2 separate regions of the Oryctolagus cuniculus genome follow, and region 1 is linked to region 2. Evidence: chromatin contacts called from public Micro-C data. All regions are on one chromosome and are shown on one strand. The core of a region is the stretch at or near the end of the contact, and the rest is flanking DNA. Distances in the headings are between cores, read along the strand shown.

Region 1 (5,459 bases), core at 1,649-4,148, 66 kb before region 2:
AGCCTTGCAGGGAACGTGGGGGACCAGGCCTTTCCTCTCTGGGGGACAGAAACTGCCCCCAGCACTCCAGTCCCCAGAGGGTAGGACCTGTGGGCATGGCTCTGTACACGTGACCCCCTTGGACCTCCTGTGCTGCAGGAGCGACTAGACAAAGAGAAGAAGTTAACAAGTGACCTGGGGCGCGCTGCCACCAAACTGCAGGAGCTTTTGAAGACAACCCAGGAGCAGCTAGCAAAGGAGAAAGACACAGTGAAGAAACTGCAGGAGCAGCTGGCAAAAACAGTGAGTGCTGCTCACGCGGGGCCGCCGTGCTGGCCTCCAGGGGCTGTGGGAGGTGCTGGGAGCCCCGGAAGGCAGGACAGGTAGGACCAACCACCCTGGGCGGGGGGGGTGAGGACAGACTTGTCACCTGGCCAGCAGCCCATAAGGCCTGGTCCTTACTCCACGCCTGCACGGACCCTTCTGTCCTCAAGCCCCACAGGCCCAGAGTCTGGTGGCCCAGCCTCCCCTTCACACTGCTCTCCACTATCCACAGGACGGGAACGGCGCCAAGGAGGGTACCTCCGTCTGAGTCTCCTCTGCCGAAGACCCTACTGTTAACTTTACCAAAATGCCTTACACATTCCTTTTACAAGTAAATCAGCCAACCGCCACAGCGTTCACCAGGCCCACCCTCCAGGGGCTCCGGGAGAAGCCATCAGAGACGAAGCTTGCAGACTGCCATTCGTCAAAGAACCTTTGTCTCGGTGGATAAACACTATGCCCGCGAGCCCAGCAGCCCTGGATGAGGGCTGCGCAACTCGGGCAGATCCTGGGGGTTAGCTGGGAGGCCGGGAGCTCGGATCTCCATGGCAATCAGTGCAATTGTTGTGTCTCCGCAGTGGGGCGGGAGGCAGCCGGCCCGGGCCAAGTGCTCAGAAGCTGCAGGGCAAACTGGAGGGCCGCAGCCCAGCCCCACTCAGCCTGGCTGCAGCCCCTGACCCCTGCGAGTTGCCAACCGGAACTGGTGTTACCTCCTGGATGTTAATGCCATTAAAACCAACGTTGTTGCCCAGCGCAGAAGTGTCGTCTGGTGCTGGGGCGCCCCCTGGGGGAGAGAGCAAGCTTGGGTCTCAGTTCCCTTGAGGGGACTGACAGCTCTGTGAAGCATGGGGATAAAACTTGCTGCTTCCTGCCCTTCCCATCGCCTCACAAGGGAGCAGGGCCTAAGACCCTGGTGGCCAGATGCGCTGACCACCCTCCCCTACCCATGAGCAGAGCTGTGGGTAGCCTGCGTGAAGTGAGCCCAGCAATGCACAGGGGGCTTGGCTGGCAAGGTCCATACCTCAGGAGGGGGTGGTACTGGCCAGAGAAGCACCTGGAAGCAGAGCCTCACAGGTGGAAGACCGGGTGTCCTTGGAAACCCGCAGCCAGGGCTCCTGGTTCCTGAGGGAAAACAACAGGAGCAGGAACTGACGCAGAAGAGGCTCAGTCAGCACAGTGCCTGGACCAAGCCAGGAAAGGGAGGTGGGCCTGAGTGGCAGGTGGCAGGCGCCAGGCAGTTATGTCCCGGAGCTGCCTCCCAGAGCTGCTCCACTTCCTTTCCCCTGGCCAAGCCTCGGAAGCCTAAGGAGGTGCCGGCTGGCCAATGGCTGAGCAAAGCTGGGCACTCAGACAGCACTTGCAGGGGTGGGGAGTAGCGGGCCTACAGCCAGAACTGCCCTGGGCTTCTGCACCCCCACGGTCCCTCCAGTGGTAGGTGCAACTCTTCTGGGAGTGTCCCTACCCCCCACAACCCCCAACTGAGCCTGGGTGTGGCCCTTGCTAGCCTGTTGGAAACAAGGTGCTAGGAGTCTGGGAAGTACCTCCCTCCAAGAGTGGGCTTAACCTGGAGCTCACCAGAAAAGGTGGCACTTGTTGGGAACCGCAGGCACAGAGGTTCAGGTATGCTCGGGGGTGAGGCAGGGAGGGGAAAGCACCAAGGAGCCACGTGGTGAAAGGCAGGAGGTGCACAGAGGGTTTCTCAGCAAGGGCAGACAGCACCTGCAGAACTCTGAGGTGGCAGAAGGGGCTGGAGCGCCGACCCCCTGGTTTCTGGCCAGGAGACAGTGGGAGGAAGTGACCAGTGCCCAAACCTGATGCCTGTACCCGCCCAGACCAAACCCCATGGAAATGAAGGGACCTCACCTGGTAACAGGTCAGGTTTCAAATCCACCTCCACACTTAACACTGGGCAGTGCATCAGCAACCTGGGTGAGTCAGGATGGGAGGGAAGACACTGGTTTTAGACTGCCATGAATAGCAGCTGCTGAGCCCCACAGTGCCTCAAAACGGACCCTGTTGTGTACCCAGTGCCGGAGGGCAGGCTTGTGGGGGGGAGTCCAGTGTACCAGTGGCCTTGGGCAAGGTCAGTCGTTTGGGGCCGTGGTGAGTGGCTGGGGAGCAGGCCAGACCTGTGCCTGCATCGGGACTCTTGGATTACCACAGTGGGCCTGGGAGCCTATGTTCCCAAGGATCGCCTCCCTGCCACACCGCAGACTTGGAGGCTCTGCTGAGATGCCCTCAAGGCCCAGGACTGCAGAGGGAAAGGGAGACCTTGGAGAGACTAGGATGCTGGGGGTGCCAAGCTCTGCCTTTGGGCTCCAAGAGAGCAGTGACTGCGCCCTGGATTCTGGCTACAGTCCCTCTCCCCAGCACAGTGAGAGCCCAGCGTCTGGCTCTAGGGCAGGAGAGGACAAAAGCAGCTGCAGTACATGTTGTGCGGAGCCCCCATCCGGCTGGCCTGGCCAATTCCCTAAGATGCCCCTGAGGGAAACTTCCGCCTGCAACCTGCACTCCTACCATAGTCCAAAGTTCTGCCCGCCTGCCTCCGCGGCCCTGAGGCCCAGCAGTGGCACCTCCCAGGCCAGCAGAGGGAGCCTGAATCTGCCAGGCATCAGGCAAGCCTTGCCCCCACACCTTCCAGGACAAAGTTCCACTCCAGCAGACAGCGGAGTGCTTGCGAGAGTCAGCATGCTACAGATTCCACAGGAGCCTGGCTCGTGGCCTGTCCCACAGTGTGGTGCTTGGGCAGCCCTGGACAGCTGGCTTCCAACAGGAAACGCTGGTCTTCCAAGTCCAAAAAAGCCTCCCTTAAGGGTGAATCCAACCAAGATCCCCAGAGATGAGCCAACACTTCGTGGAGGCCCACACACCCCGGAAGCAGCACCGCGATTACTGGAAGCCCGTCGTGCAGACAGGGCTCATAAGCCAGCTGACTGCTCACCTGTGGGCTACTGACCATAACGCACAGGCCCAGGGTCTGCAGGCAGCAGCTGGAGGAGGGAGCAGCGCAGGGCAGGCAGATGCGTAGGCCAGCTCCCGTCAGGTTTTGGTCAGCCCAGGGAACAGAAGAAATGTCTCCCTTCTTGTCCCTTTCACATCTCCTTTGGTAGCTCTGAGTTCCAGATGTTAGAAATGACCTCACCAGAGGGGGGAAGGGAATGGCTCAGATGAGAAACCAGGAGATGCAGGGTTTTGTCCCAGCAGTCACAAGTCAAGTGACCTGTGGCAATTACTTTACCTCTGGGCTGGCTACTAAGGGGACTGGCCAGAGTCCAAGGAGAGCCCTGGGCAGCCAGCCAGAGCACCGCAAGTTAGAAGCCTGGCTTCCGGAACACCCTCTCATCACTCTGCCACCATGCAATCCATGTCCCTTTTTCCGGCTGCAGCCCAACTGGGACCCAGTCCAGGGCCTATTACATTTCAGAAACAGCCCCGATCACAAAGCAGTATGTCCTTGGCGCATCCAGGCTCCGATGGCCCAAAGGGCAAGGCACCTGTCAAGGAGAAGCTGCCTTCCCAGGTGTGGAGCAGCCAGTACTCGGGGCAGTTTCACATGAAGGAGCCCACGAGACTGGACCGAATTCTGCTATCCACGTCAGTGTGTTCGCTGTGTCCTCAGAGACTACATTCTCTGGAACAACAAACATCATGGGCAATCTCTGAATTGTTAGCACTGGCTTTACTCACCTCTCTAAAGGCCAAAGAGCAGCCACTAGGTATCTGAACCCTAAGTCAGCTTCCCATGCATACATTTTTGTAATGTGTTTGCCAGAAGCAGAGTATACCTGCAGTTTTACTTCTAATAATTGTCAACTGAGGTCTAAACCCCCATTTTGTATTGGCCCCAACCTCAGTTGCCCTAGGAGTGGGTGTTTGGCCTAGCAGCCGAGACACAGATTAAGGCACCTGCATCCCATCTGGGAATGCCTGGAGTCAGATTTCTAGCTTCAGCTCCTGATTCCAACTTCCTGCCAATGCTGATCACGCAAATAACTGGGTTCTTGCCATGCCGAGAAACTTGGAATGAAATCCTGGCCCCTGGCTCTAGTCCCAGCCTCAGCTAATGTGGGCACCTGGGGAGTAAACCAGCATGTAGAAGCTCTCTGTCTGAAATTACTTAAAAACAAAAAAACACCACTCCCCCAGGTAGAGAGATGTGTATTCATCAGCATCTTCCAAACTTCTGGACTAAGAGCAAAGTGCTGTGGGAGATGTCTGCGTCACATTACGTGCCCAGCAGCCTGCACTGCTGCAGCAGAGAACGGCAGGTACTGTAGCAGGGTCACACGCCACAGCAGAAACCACAAAACGGACTCTAACACACCTGACCCAAAACCTGGCTCTACCTACAGACTGCCAAGTAGGGCAGCCTTGGGCCTGCGCGGATTGCCTGGAGGCCTATTAACATACGGTCACTCACTCAAAACACTGCTTTGCAGTAAACAAATTCGGGATTAAAGAATGACAATCAGCCAGTACTGTTTTATAGTAAATTCTGAAAAAGATAAGCTTGGCATTTTGGGGAAATTTGGAATAAAAACTCCTGTCACAAATACTCAGGCCTCGATGTCTTACCCCACATGGAAGGCAAATTCACACATGAATAATTACACAAGAGATTAAGTTATAAATGCTTCCTTTATTACATAAAGCCAGTAACTGCTACTTCTAAGTTTGACTGTGCACCTCTATGTTGTTCAAAGTGTTTTATGCCTGTGATGTTTAATGACAATCACTTCCAATGTCATCCGTGGCACCCGCTCCCCGCTTCACAGCTGAGCAACAGCTCCCAGGCGCGAGCACACACTCAATGTTCTTCCACACTGTACTGTCCCAGAAACAGCAATGCTTCGACAGAGACGCAATTTTTAAAAAATCACAGGTGTCCTAGCTCATCAATATATCATTTTATCATTTTCATTAACAAAGCGCATTACAATGGAGCCCTAATTTGCATTGTAATTAGTTGTTACAAGACACTGCACATTCTCCTGAGGACACACCACCAATTCCAAGATGCAAGGTGACTCTCCAGTCTCCCCACCTGCGAGTAGCAAAGGCACCGCAGGTGCAGGAGCTGCTTCCATCGGCATGCCTGAAATAGTGCTTTTGCAAGATCAGCGTGAATCGTAAGTGGACACAATTTTGAGGCAATC
Region 2 (5,467 bases), core at 331-2,830:
TGGGTCAGATGCTGTCAAACAATATCAATCTTCTGTAAGCTGGTTACTCTTAGAAATTTCTTTTTTTTTTTTTTTTTTTTTTTGATAGGCAGAGTGGACAGTGAGAGAGAGAGACAGAGAGAGAAAGGTCTTCCTTTGCCGTTGGTTCACCCTCCAATGGCCGCCGCTGCAGCCGGCGCACCGCGCTGATCCGATGGCAGGAGCCAGGATCCAGGTGCTTTTCCTGGTCTCCCATGGGGTGCAGGGCCCAAGCACCTGGGCCATCCTCCACTGCACTCCCTGGCCATAGCAGAGAGCTGGCCTGGAAGAGGGGCAACCGGGACAGAATCCGGCGCCCCGACCGGGACTAGAACCCTGTGTGCCGGCGCCGCAAGGTGGAGGATTAACCTATTGAGCCACGGCGCTGGCTAATACTCTTAGAAATTTCATCAGAAAACTTCCTGTGGAGTTTAGGCCTGAGAGTCAGGGCTTAGTATCATTTACTGGACTCTTAAATTGGGTGCAGAATATGAAACTGGCTAATAAAATTGCTTGTGGGTATTATCTATCCTACTTTTTTTTTTTAAACATCTATTTTATTTATTTGAAAGACAGAGTTACAGAGAAGTAGAGACAGAGAGAGAGGTCTTCCATACACTGATTCATTTCCCAAATGGCCACAACTACTGGAGCTGAGCCAATCCGAAGCCAGGAGCCAGGGGCTTCTTCCGGGTCTCCCACATGGGTACAGGGGCCCAAGGACTTGAGCCATCTTCTACTGCTTTCCCAGGCCATAGCAGAGAGCTGGATCGGAAGTGGAGAAGCCGGGACTTGAACCAATGCCTATACGGATGCCGGCACTGCAGGTTGGGATTTTAAACCCACTATGCCACAGTGCCGGCCCCATCTCTCCTAGTTTCAAAACTAAACTGGGAAGTTCATGAACTTGGGGAGACAGAACATGCTGTCTTATGAGATATTTCAGACAGCTCCTATTAATATCAGCAGTAACGTGGCCCTGGGCCTATATAAGCAATGGATATCCCAAAGGTATGTTTGTTTCCTTACTGGAACGGCATAGTGACAGAGAAAACATACGTTGTGGCATAGTGGGTAAAGCTACTGCTTGGCATGCCTGCATCCCATATTGGAATGCTGGTTTGAGAGAGAGATCTTGCAACTGCTTGGTTCACTCTCCAAATGCGACAACAGCCAGGGCTGGGCCAGCCTGAAGCCAGGAGCCAGGATTTCCCATATATTTCCATCAGAAATGCTGCCTTGGATGTGTGTGCCCGGTCCTTTGGGATCCATCTCCTAATCGGTAAAAAGCAGGGTTTGGAAGGTGCTCTTTTTAGGGCAGAGTGGGTGTGCAATGGGCCGTGGTTCAGACGGAGGCTGACTCAGCGGGTGAGTGGTGGTGGGTCTGTTTAAGGATGTCACAAAGAGAAGTATAGAGCAGAAAATACAAATCCCATGACTCGGTTTTTATTCACAGAAACTATGACTGTGAAAGAGATTTCTTCCAACTCAGTCCAGAGGATGGCGCCTCCTGGGTTAACGACTTATCTCTACAGGCCTGAGGTCACGGGTGTGGCCATTTTCCTTGTGTAACCAGAGTGTGACAAAGTCTCAGTGACTAAGGCTGTGCCCCGTCAACCTGTGTGCAGGCAGGCAAGTCCGGGCGTGTCCCGAACTCCCTACAATCATTAACATCAGTGTGGTAGGATTTAAACTCTCATCCCAGCTATGAATAAAACCCTGGGTGCTGAGACCTTGATACCATCTTGTGAATCACAGGAGAAATTTTACATTTTTTTTTTTTGCTACCTTGAAGAAACATCTGTTCTCAGCACAGTTTTCTCAGAGGTCTTCGAAATCTGGGGGTGTGGCTTTTTCTTTGATTTCAGTGTCAAACTTACAGAACAGTTGCAAGGAATACAAGGCACTTCTCTACTCCCTTTACACAGATCCATCAATTATTTACAGTTGGCTCCGTTTGCTTTATTATTCTATGTGTTTATTTGTGAAATGCCCATAATTTCTTTATAGAAATGCATATACATATAATTTAACTTCTGCACCAGAGAGTAGATTTGATATTGTTGCCTCCTCATCCCTAACCCGATATGTCTTTCCTAAGAACAGGTCATTTTCTTATATATTACAAAACCAATGACCAAATCAGGTGTCTCTACTATGTTACAATATCATTATCTAATCCACGGTCTCTCATCAACCGTCACCAGTCATCACACTAAGGTCCCTTCCAGCCTTTTTTTTTCCAGTCCAGAGTCCAGTTCAACAGCATGCATCGTATTCAGGATGCCTTTTTTGGCGCTATCCATGAAAGAGACAAGGAAAACACTTAGGTCAGAAAGATTTGGGTTTTCCAGTACTGGCTTGAATTTCTTTTTCTTTTTTTAATTTATTATTTATTTGAAAGAGTTACACAGAGAGAGATGGAGAGGCAGAGAGAGAGAGAGAGAGAGAGAGGTCTTCCATCCAATGATTCACTCCCCAATTGGCCACAATGGCCAGAGCTGCGCCAATCCGAAGCCAGGAGCCAGGAGCTTCCCCCAGGTCTCCTACGTGGGTGCAGGGGCCCAAGGACTTGGGCTATCTTGTGTTGCTTTTCCAGGCCATAGCAGGGAGCTGGATCAGGAAGTAGAGCAGCTGGAACTTGAACCAGTGCCCACACGGGATGCCAGCACTGCAGGCGGCGGCTTTACCTGCTACGCCACAGCGCTGGCCCCTCAGTGCCCTCTTAACGTTAACAGTGTTTGAATCTCAGGCTGCCCTTTCCGGAACATCTTTAGATGAAGCACACGTGTGCAGCTGGAGAGGCAGCTAGCTTCTGAGTGTGTCTGTCACCCTCATGCTAACTCATCACTCCCAGTCGCACTGAGCAGTTTGTCTTCAGAGACAGGGGCCTGAAGGAGTGGGCTGCTGGGAGCCCGGGGCCTGTGCTTTTGCTGCTGGGTCGTTGACCACCTTGCTCGAGGTGGAACTCTCCGAGGCTGATCTGCCTCTGGAGCTGATCCAAGTTGCTGGAAAGGCCTCAAGCGGTGCATCTGCGCCTCCGTCTGCACCCCTCTTCTCTGCTTTCACCCTCTGTGGGATGAGCATCAACTTCAGTGCAGTGTGGCCCTCTTGTGGTGGATCTTTGCATGTTCTGGGGAAGAATCAGAATCAGAATGTAAGAGTCCTCAAGGAGCTTGCTAGGGCTGACAAACAGAATAACACAGACTGGGGGATTTGCACCTTAAAATCCTGGAGGCTGCAAGTAGTCTGAGATCAAAGTGTTAGCAGGAGGCAGGAGCTACATCTGTGTCTCCGATGTGGGTGCTGTGAACCCAAATACTTGGGCCATCATATTGTGCCTCCCAGGTATGCTAGCAGGGGGCCTCGTTGGAAGCAGAGGAACCAGGACAGGGACTGGCTCCATAGGGGATGCCAGAACTATGAATGGTTCTCCTTCAATTGTTGTAAGAACTGCTGTGGGCACCCTGACTACACGTCTGTCTTAGTATGCTCAGGCTGGTGTGACTTAGCATTTTTGGAGACCGCAAAGTCCAAGATCAATGAGTGGCAGGTTCAGAGTCTGGTGAGGGCCCACTTCCTCATTCACAGATGGCTGCGTTGCTGTGTCCTCACGTGTGGAAGGGGTAAAGGAATCTCTGGATCTGTCTCTATCACTTAAAAAATGGTGGCTTTTTTTTTGTTTGTTTCTTTGTTTTGTTTTGTTTTTATTTGGAAGGCAGAGTTACAGAGAGAAACATGGAGAGACAGAGATCTTCCATCTGCTGGCGCATCCACTTCCCAAATGGTCGCAACTGCTGGGGCTGGGCTAGGCCTAAGCCAGAAGCCAAGAGCCTCTTCCAGGTCTCCCATATTGGTGCAGGGCCCAGGCACTTGGGTCATCTTCCACTGCCTTCCCAAGTGTACTGGCAGGGAGCTGGATCTGAAGTAGAGGAACCAGGACTCGAATCGGTGCCCATATGGGATGCAGGCACTGCAGGAAGTGGCTTAACTGCTATACAACAATGCCTGTCCCCCTCCACCTCCCCTCCCCCTTTTAAAAAAGACTTATTTATTGACTGACTGATTTGAAAGGCAGAATGGGAGCTGCCTGCAGTGCCAGCATCCCATATGGGTGACAGAGTCCCAGCTGCTCCAATTCCAATCCAGCTCCTTGCTATGGCCTGGGAAAGTAGTGGAAGATGGCCCAAGTCCTTAGGCCCCTGCACCCACATGGGAGACCTGAAAGAAGCTCCTGGCTTCTGATTGGCTCAGCTCCTGCCATTGTGATCAGCAAGGGAGTGAACCTCTAACTCCTTTCCCTAGTAGGTGGGGTAGTTCCAAGCCGCCTGTTTTCTGTGTCTACCTGCATCTCCATTTTCCCACAACATTAACTTGCTTGGTGACAGGTGGCTTTGCCATCCCTGTCTCTTCTCCCTGCTGGTGCTTCCTGGCATCACCTCGCAGATGAACTCTGATCATGTACCACATTGGATGTGCCACAGTATATGGATGCTGGTGGTCCCATAAGGATATAAGGGGACACAAAACTTTTCACGTCCCAGTGATGTCACAGCATAACACATTAGTCATGTGTTTGTGGTGATGTTGGTGTAAATACACCCACTGCACTGCTGGCAGTATGTAAATACAGCACATACAACTATGAACAGTACATAATTTGGGGACACTTGTAAAAATTCCTGGAAACCTTTGGTTGAGGTCCATCTGGCGTTTGGGACAGTGGTTTAGGACAATGCTTCGGATGTCTGTGTTCCATATGGGAGTGCCTGGGTGATGTCCTGGCTCTTCAACCCCTAAGCCAGCGTCCTGTTAATGTGCATCCTTAGGAGGCAGCAGATGATGGGTCCTAGCCATCCATGTGGGGTCCCAGATTGAGTTCCTGGCTCCTGGCTCCAGCATGGCCCAGCCCTGACTCTTGCAATCATTTGAGAAGTGAACCATTGGAGGGCAGATCTCTGTCTCTCTGTCTTTCAAATAAAATGAAAATAAGAAAATTTAAATAAGTAAAAGACTGTGCATTTTCCACAAATGCTTTCACGATCCCAAGTACCTGGTAATGATGGTAAGAGATGACGTCGCTGTTGTGTATTCGCTGTACTAAGCCTTTAGCGTTGTTTTAGTGAACGACTTCTACTCGTAAAACAGAGTTGACCATAAAAATGGGATGCTCTGGCTGGCGCCGCGTCTCACTAGGCTAATCCTCCGCCTTGCGGCGCCGGCACACCGGGTTCTAGTCCCGGTTGGGGCACCAGATTCTGTCCCGGTTGCCCCTCTTCCAGGCCAGCTCTCTGCTGTGGCCAGGGAGGGCAGTGGAGGATGGCCCAAGTGCTTGGGCCCTGCACCCCATGGGAGACCAGGATAAGCACCTGGCTCCTGCCATCGGATCAGTGCGGTGTGCCGGCCGCAGGCCGCAGCACGCCGGCTGCGGGGGCCATTGGAGGGTGAA

What was found. Hi-C and Micro-C count contacts between places; a contact is called where the count stands out from the background.
Region 1: a contact with region 2 is called in a Micro-C map of ear pinna, with 13 times the contacts expected there. The contact joins two enhancer-like sites. A contact is called at or near these places in 5 of 6 Hi-C or Micro-C datasets (ear pinna, liver, psoas muscle and 2 more).

What each region holds. Positions count from the first base shown.
Region 1 is chr11:42,619,855-42,625,313 of mOryCun1.1, reverse strand. It overlaps DSTN (destrin, actin depolymerizing factor), which reads right to left. Exons shown (of 5, transcript XM_070052118.1): 5 at 4,923-5,459. It overlaps RRBP1 (ribosome binding protein 1), which reads left to right. Exons shown (of 23, transcript XM_070052116.1): 22 at 139-282; 23 at 536-1,055. The coding sequence ends at 571. Among named protein-coding and RNA genes, the nearest start is that of BFSP1, 38 kb to the right of the region's middle. Within about 2 kb of position 2,898, at least 2 of the 8 cell types and tissues checked have an H3K27ac peak or open chromatin away from gene starts, as enhancers often do.
Region 2 is chr11:42,552,789-42,558,255 of mOryCun1.1, reverse strand. All of the region lies in intron 1 of BFSP1 (beaded filament structural protein 1), which reads left to right. Among named protein-coding and RNA genes, the nearest start is that of DSTN, 29 kb to the left of the region's middle. Within about 2 kb of position 1,580, at least 1 of the 8 cell types and tissues checked has an H3K27ac peak or open chromatin away from gene starts, as enhancers often do.